Regions from separate parts of the Mus musculus genome. Here region 2 is linked to region 1. The links are chromatin contacts, called in public promoter capture Hi-C maps. All regions are on one chromosome and are shown on one strand. The core of a region is the stretch at or near the end of the contact, and the rest is flanking DNA. Distances in the headings are between cores, read along the strand shown.

Region 1 (5,078 bases), core at 483-2,982:
AAATGAAAACAATAACATAGTTCTGTGTTTGAAATGATACATGATAAAAAAGAGAATATAGTTCTGTACTTAGTAGATTTTCAAAAAAATAATAAGCTAGTATGGAGCTTGAGTTGTTACGCTCTATAATATTTAAGTTTAATTACTGAGAACAAGGATGGGTTGGGTATAAGTAGACACTGTTGTGAGACAATATGCTTTAAAGCACTTAGACAACTCCAAAGCACTGAATATATAGAAACAGATGACATCAGTGTGCTGCTATTACTATCAAGAGAGCAGCTATTTGAAGAATGGCTACATTTTCCCTTATGTGTGTAGTATGGTTTAAAATTTTCACGACTCTTTAGAGTGTAGTGAACTGTTCGTTTAAATAAAGATATATTTTTACTATTTGCCATTATGTGTGCATATGGTTTTTGGTATGTGGGTTTGTTTGTATGAGTGTAGGCTCTCATGAAGACCAGAGGTGTCATGAGGCTCCTGACAACTGGAGTTACAGGTCTTGTGACTTGCCTCCTATGGATGCTGGTAGCCAAATATGAGTCATGAGTCATTTGTACGAGTAGCATATGCTCTTAATCACTGAACAATCTTTCAAGCTCCATGAACTGTTTCTAGGAGCATTGGGTTGTGTTTATAAGAACCTTGGCTTGATGACAAGACACTGTCTGCACATTCCTGGATTGATGTTGATGTTCTTTGCCTTTCAACAGTTTCTGGACACTGTAGAAGCAACCAAACTGGGGCACCCCAAAAAGACTTAGGGCAGCCTGTCATTCTAATTAGGTAAGAGGCATGGTAACAGTGACAGATCTGTGACATAGACATAGACACTATGTTTTCAGGGTAGGAAGACTATCCTAGCTAACAATTCTATGCCTAATAATTACACTAGATTAACTGTGCATGCAGATATATGTGGATTCAGCAAACAGCTAGATGTGAAAAAATGAAAAAATCTGCCAGGGAAGAATTTAGAAAATCACCAAAAAAAAAAAAAAAAAAAAAAAAAAAAAAAAAAAAAAAAAAAAAAAAAAAAACCCTTAGTGACTGGTGCTAACTAGATTTTTAGCAATAAATCATTACTTAACATTGAAGTGATTTAAATACATACAAATATTGAAATTGTTATTCCTTCAATGCTTAGGAGTTTAAGAAATATTTCCACATTCAGTCTGATTGTTATCAGTTCCAAATTAAATCAGGGAAATTGAATATCAGCAGGCACTGTTAGGGATCCAAGACCTATGATTTCAAGAGTAGAGTTTCCTTCCCCAATAGAGGTGAGAGATGTGTCTCCAGACAATAAGGTCACTGCTGCATGGATAAAATCTTCAATCAAATGATTTCTTGTGATCATTTATTTATTTCTTTTGCTGCACTGCCTGCATTTTCCTAGGTCTCTCTAAAATTACGATTCAGGCTACAGGATGTAGAAAAAAGAACACAGAGGATGATTTTGAAAAGCGAATGAATGTTTTGCCTGCATGTGTCCTCTAAAGAGGCTCTTGCAACAAAGCAGATGGTTTATAAAAAAGAAATGATTCTCCAGGCCAGCTGACATTATGCTAAATAGATGATCAGAAGGCATCTACACAAAGAGATCTAATTGTAATACCAACACTTATGAAATATCATCTTTGCCTCTACTTCCCAACAGGCTCTGTCAAAACCTAGCTACAGTTCTTTCTTCAAGTTGAAATGTGTTATTCTTAAAATAAAATGCTCTGCCCTCTTTCTGCCTCAGACGATTGGAGAGGTCCTCTCCTGTAGGGAAAAAGTGGAAATTCTTGGCTCATCAAAGTGATGCGTTAATAATCCTGGCAAACGTTCAGTTTAGCATGCATGCGTTCACATTTCTACTGCACACTCCTTCCCATATCAGCATTTTCCTAGAGTGACAAGCCTCACATATTTCAAGCTGGTGTTCTCTGGTAGAAACTTACAGTGTACTTCTCTGTCTACGATAGGACCGAGATGAATCCATTTCCAGCCTTGTTGAAAATGATTTTCACTTGCACTATCTGTCAAGTCAGGGTGTACATGAACTCTAGCCTGCTAAGCCTCCACAGATATAGTAACATCTTCCTGATTGAAAAGCCTCAGAACGTGACAGTTAGCAATGTCACTTGTCCCTGGTATGTTTGAGCTAATGTGTGGACCAACATAGACATTCTGCATATAGTTAGAAGTATTGCTAGGGAATCACAACATGCTTGTGCACACAGACACACACACACACACACACACACACACACACACACACACACCACATGGTGGGGGCGAGAGGGAGGAAGAGAGAGAGAACAGACATTATACACACATGAACTGCTGGAATGACAGGTGGTTATGCACCATCACCATGTAGATGCTAGGATTTGACTCAGGTCATCTGTAAAAGAAGTAAGTGCTTTAAATGGCCGCCCCCACCCCACTCTTTAGAATTTGAAGCAAATTACTGAGTACTGCTATTGACAGAGCTGACAGGTTAGATAGCAGCTAATCACTTATGGTCTCTGAACCAGGCATTTACATGCAGCCTCATTTGTCTTTCATGATCATCAGATTAGTTTGATGTTTATTTTGTATCTTATAGACCTGAGACTCACTTCTTTGTCTGAAACCAGATTCACCAACCACTATGCTATGACTCAATAAAATAACACAATTAAAAGGACTAATGTTAGTCAGTGAAAATGCTATTTTTCCTCATTTTTGTTCTTCAAAATTTGATTCTTATAATTCTAAGATTAATTTTCTCAGCCACTATTTATATTTTCTTAATCCGTTCAAAGTATCTGTTCAACTCCTTTTCTTACTTACATTCCGAAGGGAGGTATTACTAGCATTATTTGTAAGCTTCTTACCTTTGAAGCAGCTTTTGCAGCACTAATATGTTCTGTAGGAACAGCAAATTAAGTTTACATTTTTTTCTTACATCTATCATACCTTTTATCCTCCTATCATGCAAATAATACATAAGGAAACATTTCCTAAGCAAACAGACAAATGTGGTCTAAATCTAGATGCTTTGGGATTTTAGTCACAAGGGAGTGCTGTGGGTAAGGAGGAGAGAAGAATCCAAGCAGCTACTTGAGAGTGTCTTTCAAATTACATGGAAGTCTCCTCTCCCTGTGTGTGGCTGAGAAGCTGGAGTTCTTGACACATTCGCTGTTCAGTGTTGAAGGCATTTTCTTTTCTAATCCTCTGCCTTTTATGCAATAGGGCAGGCACGCTTCACTGAAACCACGCAGAGCTGGATGGCCACAGCCTCAGGAAATTGCTCATTCATCCAAAAACGACAGGTAGTGATGGTTTCTGGAAACTCAGGCCAACTACAGAGTGACACATTACTAGATCACCTTCTGAAATCAAATTCAGAGGCCACCATCCCTCAGGAGCCTCTGTCCCCCAGTCAGTGCTCAGCCTTTTTGCTCTTTGCCTCTTTCTAGATCCTGTGCCACTTAACCAGCTTCAGGGCCTCTCGCAGTCATGCTGAAATGCGATAACATTCTTCTTACTGATGGACAGGAAGTTCTTTAGCTTCTTGGTGACACCACATTTTGCCCATTCACCTTTGAATACTGTGGACAATCCATTAATGTAAAATTGGTGTGACACCGTTTTGTCTCTGAGAACTGAAAGTTCATATGCATAATCCCCTCCTTGCTGAGAGGGGAGAGAGCATGAATGACCTTTTTTGGAATAATAACAGTATGATTAACTGCAGAATTTTTGAGACAAGGTGCAGGATACTCTAGAAGCATGGACTTCGGAATAGAAATAATTATTTTCTTAAGACTCTTTAATTTGGTTACTTCTCTTCAGGGTGATTTAAGTGAACTCTGTCTTATTTTTCTGGATTTTACTTTGTAACTCAGCATCTAACTTTGTTAATCAAATAAAATTAGTTCAATTATTATATATGTTTTTGAAATATATTTAACTAAATAAATAATATCAGTATTATCATTTTATACCAAATAAGTTCATGCAAAAGTAAAGTTGTTCATTATCAACAATACTGTTCATTCTAATAAACTTTAAAATGGGATAAAATAATCTCTTGTTGGGTTTATTAACACAAAATTTCTTTAAAGAAAAGGTCAGAATGCATATATTTTGATCATGAATTTGGGACAGTGACTGCTTTTTACCTAGTGGGCAGGTTTCCACCATGAACTCCAGGTTTAGTCTAGAAGTCAGATGAAACAAAGAAGAATCTACCTTTGCCTTCCATCTTGTGACCCCCCCATTTGTTTCGAATTAGTGATAATAATAATTTTGCTTGGAAATTCTGGGAAGGTAGCTCAAGTGTTGTTGTGTCTTTGGGGCAAAGAAAAGTACTTGTCCTTTCTGCCTGAAAGCCTGTGCACTTGGGAAAAGAAAATAATGGATTGGAAGAAAGTTGTGTCAGCATAGGAGGCAGAAACCGGTGATCTGATGTGAACAGACACCTGCCAAGGTGATTTAGTGCCCTCTCGTCTTGTGTCAAGATGCAGGTGCTGACTCAAACAAGCTCTGCAACAGTCTGTGTATAAAGGCTTTAAAGGAATTGTTTGTTTTCCCAGCTATTGCACCTGAGAGATAGCCTGCACAAAAATGAAGTATAGTTACGTGATCTGGATGGCGGGGGGGGGGGGGATGACTGAAATTTTGTCAGTAGGAAAAAAATAGGATAGCATTTTAATTGTATATTTAATAAACTGGATTTATTTTTCTTGTTATAAAGTTGGAAATATGATGGCCGAATGTTTGGAAAACGAACAACAACAACAAAAGGACAAAAAAAAAAAAAAACATAGCATCTAAAAAAAGAAAAAAAGTCAGTAGCCCTGTGCACATACATATGTGGCTGTGTTTCCTCATCAATATATTAAAGTCCTTTTAAACCATACTTAACCATTCCAATGATGTTTCAACCTTTTGTTCTAACTCATTCTGAGAAGATTTAAATCAGTGCTGATTTTGTTGTCTTCATTATTTTCCTGTTGCTGTGGTAAAATACCCTATTACCTCAACCAAAGTAACTGAAGAAGGAAGGAGTTATTCTGGGTCACAATTCATGGCTATAG
Region 2 (4,892 bases), core at 1,897-4,396, 770 kb after region 1:
GGCTCTTCTTTAAAGACTGCCTCAGAATGGAATGTAAGGAAATCAATACAGAAAGAACAGGGAAATGCCCCAATGTGTGCCCTACAGCCCCGGGGATGGGAAGTAAATCTACAATCCATTATTCATATCAACTGCTACAGAACAGATGAAGATTCTAAGGTCTTCAAGATAGATAGGAACCTATTTCTGCCCAATGAATGTGCTCACATGCACCACCCCTTATCCTTTTACACCACTCAAGCTAGATTTGTTGAAAGGAGAGCCTAGCACCCTCCCTCTTCTGGAAAATGGGCCCTCAGAAATCATGCCCAGCACAGCAGAAGAAAGCTGCACAGTGCTGGGCTCTACAGCCATTCTCATTTGTGGCAGGAAGCTTCCTTCTCTTTGCCTTTCTGTCTTCCACTGGCCATCGAGGTATAAATGCAATTTTCTAAGGCAGAGTAAAAGCAAAAGTCTTTGTTCCCTACTCCTTACTTACAAGTACAGTAAATTTAAAAAGGAAAAAAGTCACAAAGGTTAAATAACACCCAAGGTAAGATCGTGGGTCAGGGAAACATAAAATTAACACAACTGAAAGCCACCATCTGATTTCTTCCCCCACTGAGCAGATAAAGAGGAACACTCTTTTGCCCAGATGTTTCAGCTCAAAACATAAATACAAATACAGCATGAAGGCAACAAATCCAGACCCATTCTTTTCTTTGCTTTTTTTTCTCTTTCCTTTCTTTTCTCTTTCTTTCTTTCTTTCTTTCTTTCTTTCTTTCTTTCTTTCTTTCTTTCTTTCTTTCTTTCTTTCTTTCTTTCTTTTTTTTCTCCAGAATAGCTGTGCTTGGAACTTGAGCTGACATACTGGGGGCTTGTCCTGAATAACCTTCACAGGTTATACATGTCTTCTTCCATCCTGATCCTCAGGTACAAACAGAAGGTTCCTGCAATTTCTGTTCACTAAGGGGAGAGGGTGGGGTGGAGGTCAATTAGTTACCTGCAATGTTGATAAAAATAGAAAGCTTACAGTTCCAAAGAAAAAGTGACCATATTTAGGGGTACACTGGCCACTGTTGGCACCGACTGAACCAGGTTGAAATGTTATATTCAAAGGCTGACATATTACAAAGAGCTTGGACATTGTACTAAACCGGGTCCTAGTCTGCTTATCCTTTCCAGCTGGGAGGAGGAGGAAATCAGGTTTACACCCCTCACCCCTCTGGGAAAGGAACAAAAGCAAATGCTTGGCACAGCTGGGGAAAGGAAAAAAAAAAGAAGGAAGAAAAGCCCTCCTACTTTTTCAGGACCCTGGGGGCCCGCAGCTCTGCAGAGTCCCCTTTGCATTTCTTCGCAGTTAACTCACTCCAGTGGCCACAGAAGCAATTTCCACCAATTTCCACACCTGGCAATGGCCAGGGACAGGTTGAGGGGAGGGGTCCTTCTGGGAGCACCTCTTTTCCCTAGCTCTCTGAATGGCTTCTAATTAATCCTTCTTAGTCTCTGCCTGAGCAGGGGAAGCTGGAATAGTAGGCAGCTATCTCCTGAGGACATCACTACCAAATACCTGCATCCAATCTCCTCCCACCCCCGCCCTCCCCCCTCCACTGGTCATAACTTCCCTTTGTGGTCTTTCATAGGCCAGTTTTGGCTGTGCTTAGAAAAGCTTCCCACAGGAGGGCGGGAAGGGTTGGGTGCACCATCTCTCCCAGGCCAGTAAGGGGAACACAACCTGGGCTCACTCTCAAATCTGCAGTGAGGATTTGGACTCGCCTTAACCCTTTGATTGGAGACAGGAGTCTATTCTCATTTGGGACCCACTGAAGTATGAACCCTAGCTCAGAGATATCCTTAGTTCGCCTGATGCCCCTATTCCGCACACAGGCACAGCATAGACCCGCACCTTTGGCCCCCTTGAGGCTAGTTTTAATCATAGCCTCACACTCTGCCCCAAACGTGCATGGGGAAGTGACAACCAGCAGAAAGGAAAGCTGGAGAGCAGAAAAAAACTTGGCAGTGAAGCACGGCATGGCCAGGCGTCTACTTACGAAATTTGGGGCTGGTGCTAGTTTCTGGGGTGGTGGTAGTGGAGGAGGTGGAAGAGGGTGAGGAGGAAGAGGCGGCAGCAGCATCCTGAAAGGGTGACAGGGTCCAGGAGGGAGTGGAATCGTGGAGGTAGGAGGAGGTAGCATACGCCGCAGTGGGCCAGGAAGGCATCGCCTGCGTACTGGGGGCTCCTGGCATCGGGGGTCGGGAGCCGGGCGTGCTGCTACTGAAGAAAGGGGCCGTGGTGGACAGGACCGTCGGAGGGGCAGCAGTGTTCCGTGCTGTGGTAGAGCGCGGGCTAGCCCGGATGGGAACCCGGTGCCCAGGGAAGCGGGTGGGTGCCCGTGTGATGGTGGTCAAGCGGGTGCTAATCCGGTTAGGCGTCCTGGAAGAAGCGGCGCCGCCGGCAGAGGGGGTGGCGGGGGACGTGGTAGAAGTGGTTGTTGTGGTGGTTTCCATAGCCTTGGGGAAAGAGCTGGGCTTGGAGAGGAAGAAGGGGTCCTGGCCCATTCCCTTGGAGTCCACCAGGTCCGTGGGCACGTACTCCTTGACGGAGCCTACCACGATCCATTTAAGCAGCATGAGGCTGAGCCCCAGGCCGATGAAGCCGATGAACAGAGGCACCACGCACAACCACGTCTGCTGCCGGTTCCACACGATGCAGTCGCTACAGCGTAACTCCCGGGGAGGTTCGGCCGCCCCTTCTCCGCCGCCGTCCGGGCCCCCGCCCGCCGCCGCCGCCGCCGCAGCCGCCGCGGTGCCCTCCTCGGCTGAGGCGGCGGCTGCCGAAGCGGCACCAGGTGGCGAGGCACCGGCCGCCCCTTCACTCATCCTAGGAGCCGATCTTCACCTTCGCCCCCCCGAGGGCCGCGCCAGAGGCATGGGGCCGCGCGGGCCGGGCGCGGGCGCGGGCGCGGGCTCCGGCGGCGGCGGGCTCCGGCTCAGGCAGCGGCCGCGGCGGCCGCATGCAAATCGGCTCCCTGCCCCCACGCCCCTCCCCCCGAGAGGCGGGCGGCGGGCGGGGAGGAGAGGACGGGGGAGGGGACGCGGGCCGGGGAGGGGGCGGCGAGGCGCTCGGTAGAGGGGCGAGACCGGCCCGGGCGCCGCCGGCCGGTCAGGGAGCGGCGGGGCGAGTCTGCAGCCCGCCTAGGTGCCTCCTGCGCGACGGGGTCCCTCGGCTGCCGGTGGTGCTGATGCTGCCGCTGATGCTGATGCTGATGCTGCCTTGGATGCTGATGCTGATGCTGCCGCTGGTGCTGATGCTGCCCGCCGCCTGTGTGCGCTCCAGCCTCGCCGGCATCCTCGGTGCGCCGCGCCCGGCCCGCTCCCTGGGGCGTCCGGCCGCACCGCCGCTGTCCCCACCTCAAATCCTCACGTCACCCTCAGGGGCCCCGGCGAGCAGTAGCTGGATGCTGGGCGCCGACAAGCCGCATTCCGACACAGGGGGCCAACCTAGCAGCCCCTCGCCCAGCCCGTACGCAGCGTTGCACGGTGGTTACTCGGCGAGCCTGGGCGATGAGGTGCACCTGTTCTTCAGCCGGCCCGCAGCCAACCCTCGGTCAACGCTCTCCGGGAGAAACCAATCCTAGAGCAGCGCGGAGGGCGAGCGACCGGGCTCGCCTCGCTCCCGCCGCCCGCGGCTCTGCGCCGCTACTGCCGCCGCCACCGTGAGTCAAACTCCAGCAAGCTACCCCGCCGCTCAGGAGCGGGGTACCCCGGGGCGCACCCCGACCAGCACGCAGAGGATACCAAACAGCTCCGGTGACGCTGCCTGGCCGACCCGGGCTAGCAAAAATGGGAGATAGCGACAGGGGTCCCGGACGTCGTGACCGCTGCTCCAAGCGTTTTCTTGCACTCAACCAGGCGGCTTCGGGTGTATGTGTGTGTGTGTTTGTGTGTAGAGTCGCCGCGGACAGGGTGGGATTCGGGCAGAGTTGCGCCTCCCACCAACACCTAATGGTGCTGTCTTACTGTGTGCTAGATAAATAAATGATCCAAGCGGACCCCCGTTGGAGAAGTACGGCACTAGGAGCTCTGTGGAGCAGCCGTGAACAGGTCTCTGGTGTGGATCCTGCGGGGTCAGACACTGAAGCTGCTGGGAGAATGCGCACGGGCGTGTTAGGTGGGAGGGCGCCTCTGAGCTCCCCTGCCCCGCCGCGGTGCGGCTGGACAGAGAACCACCTTTGCTTTGGAGTTGCTGAGAGCTGCTGCTGAAGCAGACGACCTTTCTGTGATCAGATCTCGAAGCCATTAACTTACCTTTTAAAAAGTATTATCTTTAAATGTAGGTACGCCCTGGGAAACAAGGCGAGAGGCGAAGATGAGAAAAGATGCTGGCTAGTCTCTTAAATTTCATAGCCGGTTTCTTCCTTTTGGTAGAGGGAGATCAGAGTATTTCCAATCTCGGGTACACTGTGGTACCTCCCTGAGGACCAGGTATAGCACAGACAGGAAACGGGCAAGAGCCAGGGCTACCATGATATACATACGCTGGTCCTGTAAAGCGATGCTTCCCACCCTACCCAGATTTCTCGGCTAAGGTAGAAACGAAAGAGGCTTTTTTTTTTCATTTATTTATTTTTTACAAGTGTCATGCAAGGATGGGAGAGTGAGAATGGCATCTTTCTTATCACGTACCTCCCAGGGCTGTCCGAGAATGCAGTCAGCATTGTCCTGTCCTGTGATGCACTCCACAAAGACGAAGTTTCCTAGGTATCCATTTTATTCACACGTTAAGAGCAAAAGAAAATGCTAATCTAAGGAGATGGCAGAGTGCAGAGAATACGTTCAAACAGGAAGCCCTTGAGGGATTGTGCCTACCAGAGTTCTTTGCACAGGCGTGATTAATAAATTACTTTTTGATG

What was found. Promoter capture Hi-C pulls out the DNA fragments that hold promoters and counts their contacts.
Region 2: a contact with region 1 is called in a promoter capture Hi-C map of hippocampal neurons, with 3 times the contacts expected there. The contact joins the promoter of Nrg3 here to the enhancer-like site in region 1. A contact is called at or near these places in 2 of 39 promoter capture datasets (hippocampal neurons and liver), 2 of 484 Hi-C or Micro-C datasets (cerebellar granule neurons and cerebral cortex) and 2 of 115 datasets of contacts at active chromatin or transcription factors (embryonic forebrain and forebrain).

Annotation. Positions count from the first base shown.
Region 1 is chr14:38,700,924-38,706,001 of GRCm38.p6, forward strand. The region is part of intron 2 of Nrg3 (neuregulin 3); the gene reads right to left. Among named protein-coding and RNA genes, the nearest start is that of Nrg3os, 190 kb to the right of the region's middle. Within about 2 kb of position 1,733, at least 8 of the 459 cell types and tissues checked have an H3K27ac peak or open chromatin away from gene starts, as enhancers often do. A contact at or near this core is called in hippocampal neurons, where this site is marked.
Region 2 is chr14:39,469,942-39,474,833 of GRCm38.p6, forward strand. It overlaps Nrg3 (neuregulin 3), which reads right to left and starts at 3,147. Exons shown (of 10, transcript NM_008734.3): 1 at 2,031-3,147. The coding sequence starts at 2,859. LOC432842 (a long non-coding RNA gene) reads left to right here and starts at 2,488. Exons shown (of 1, transcript NR_131973.1): 1 at 2,488-4,892.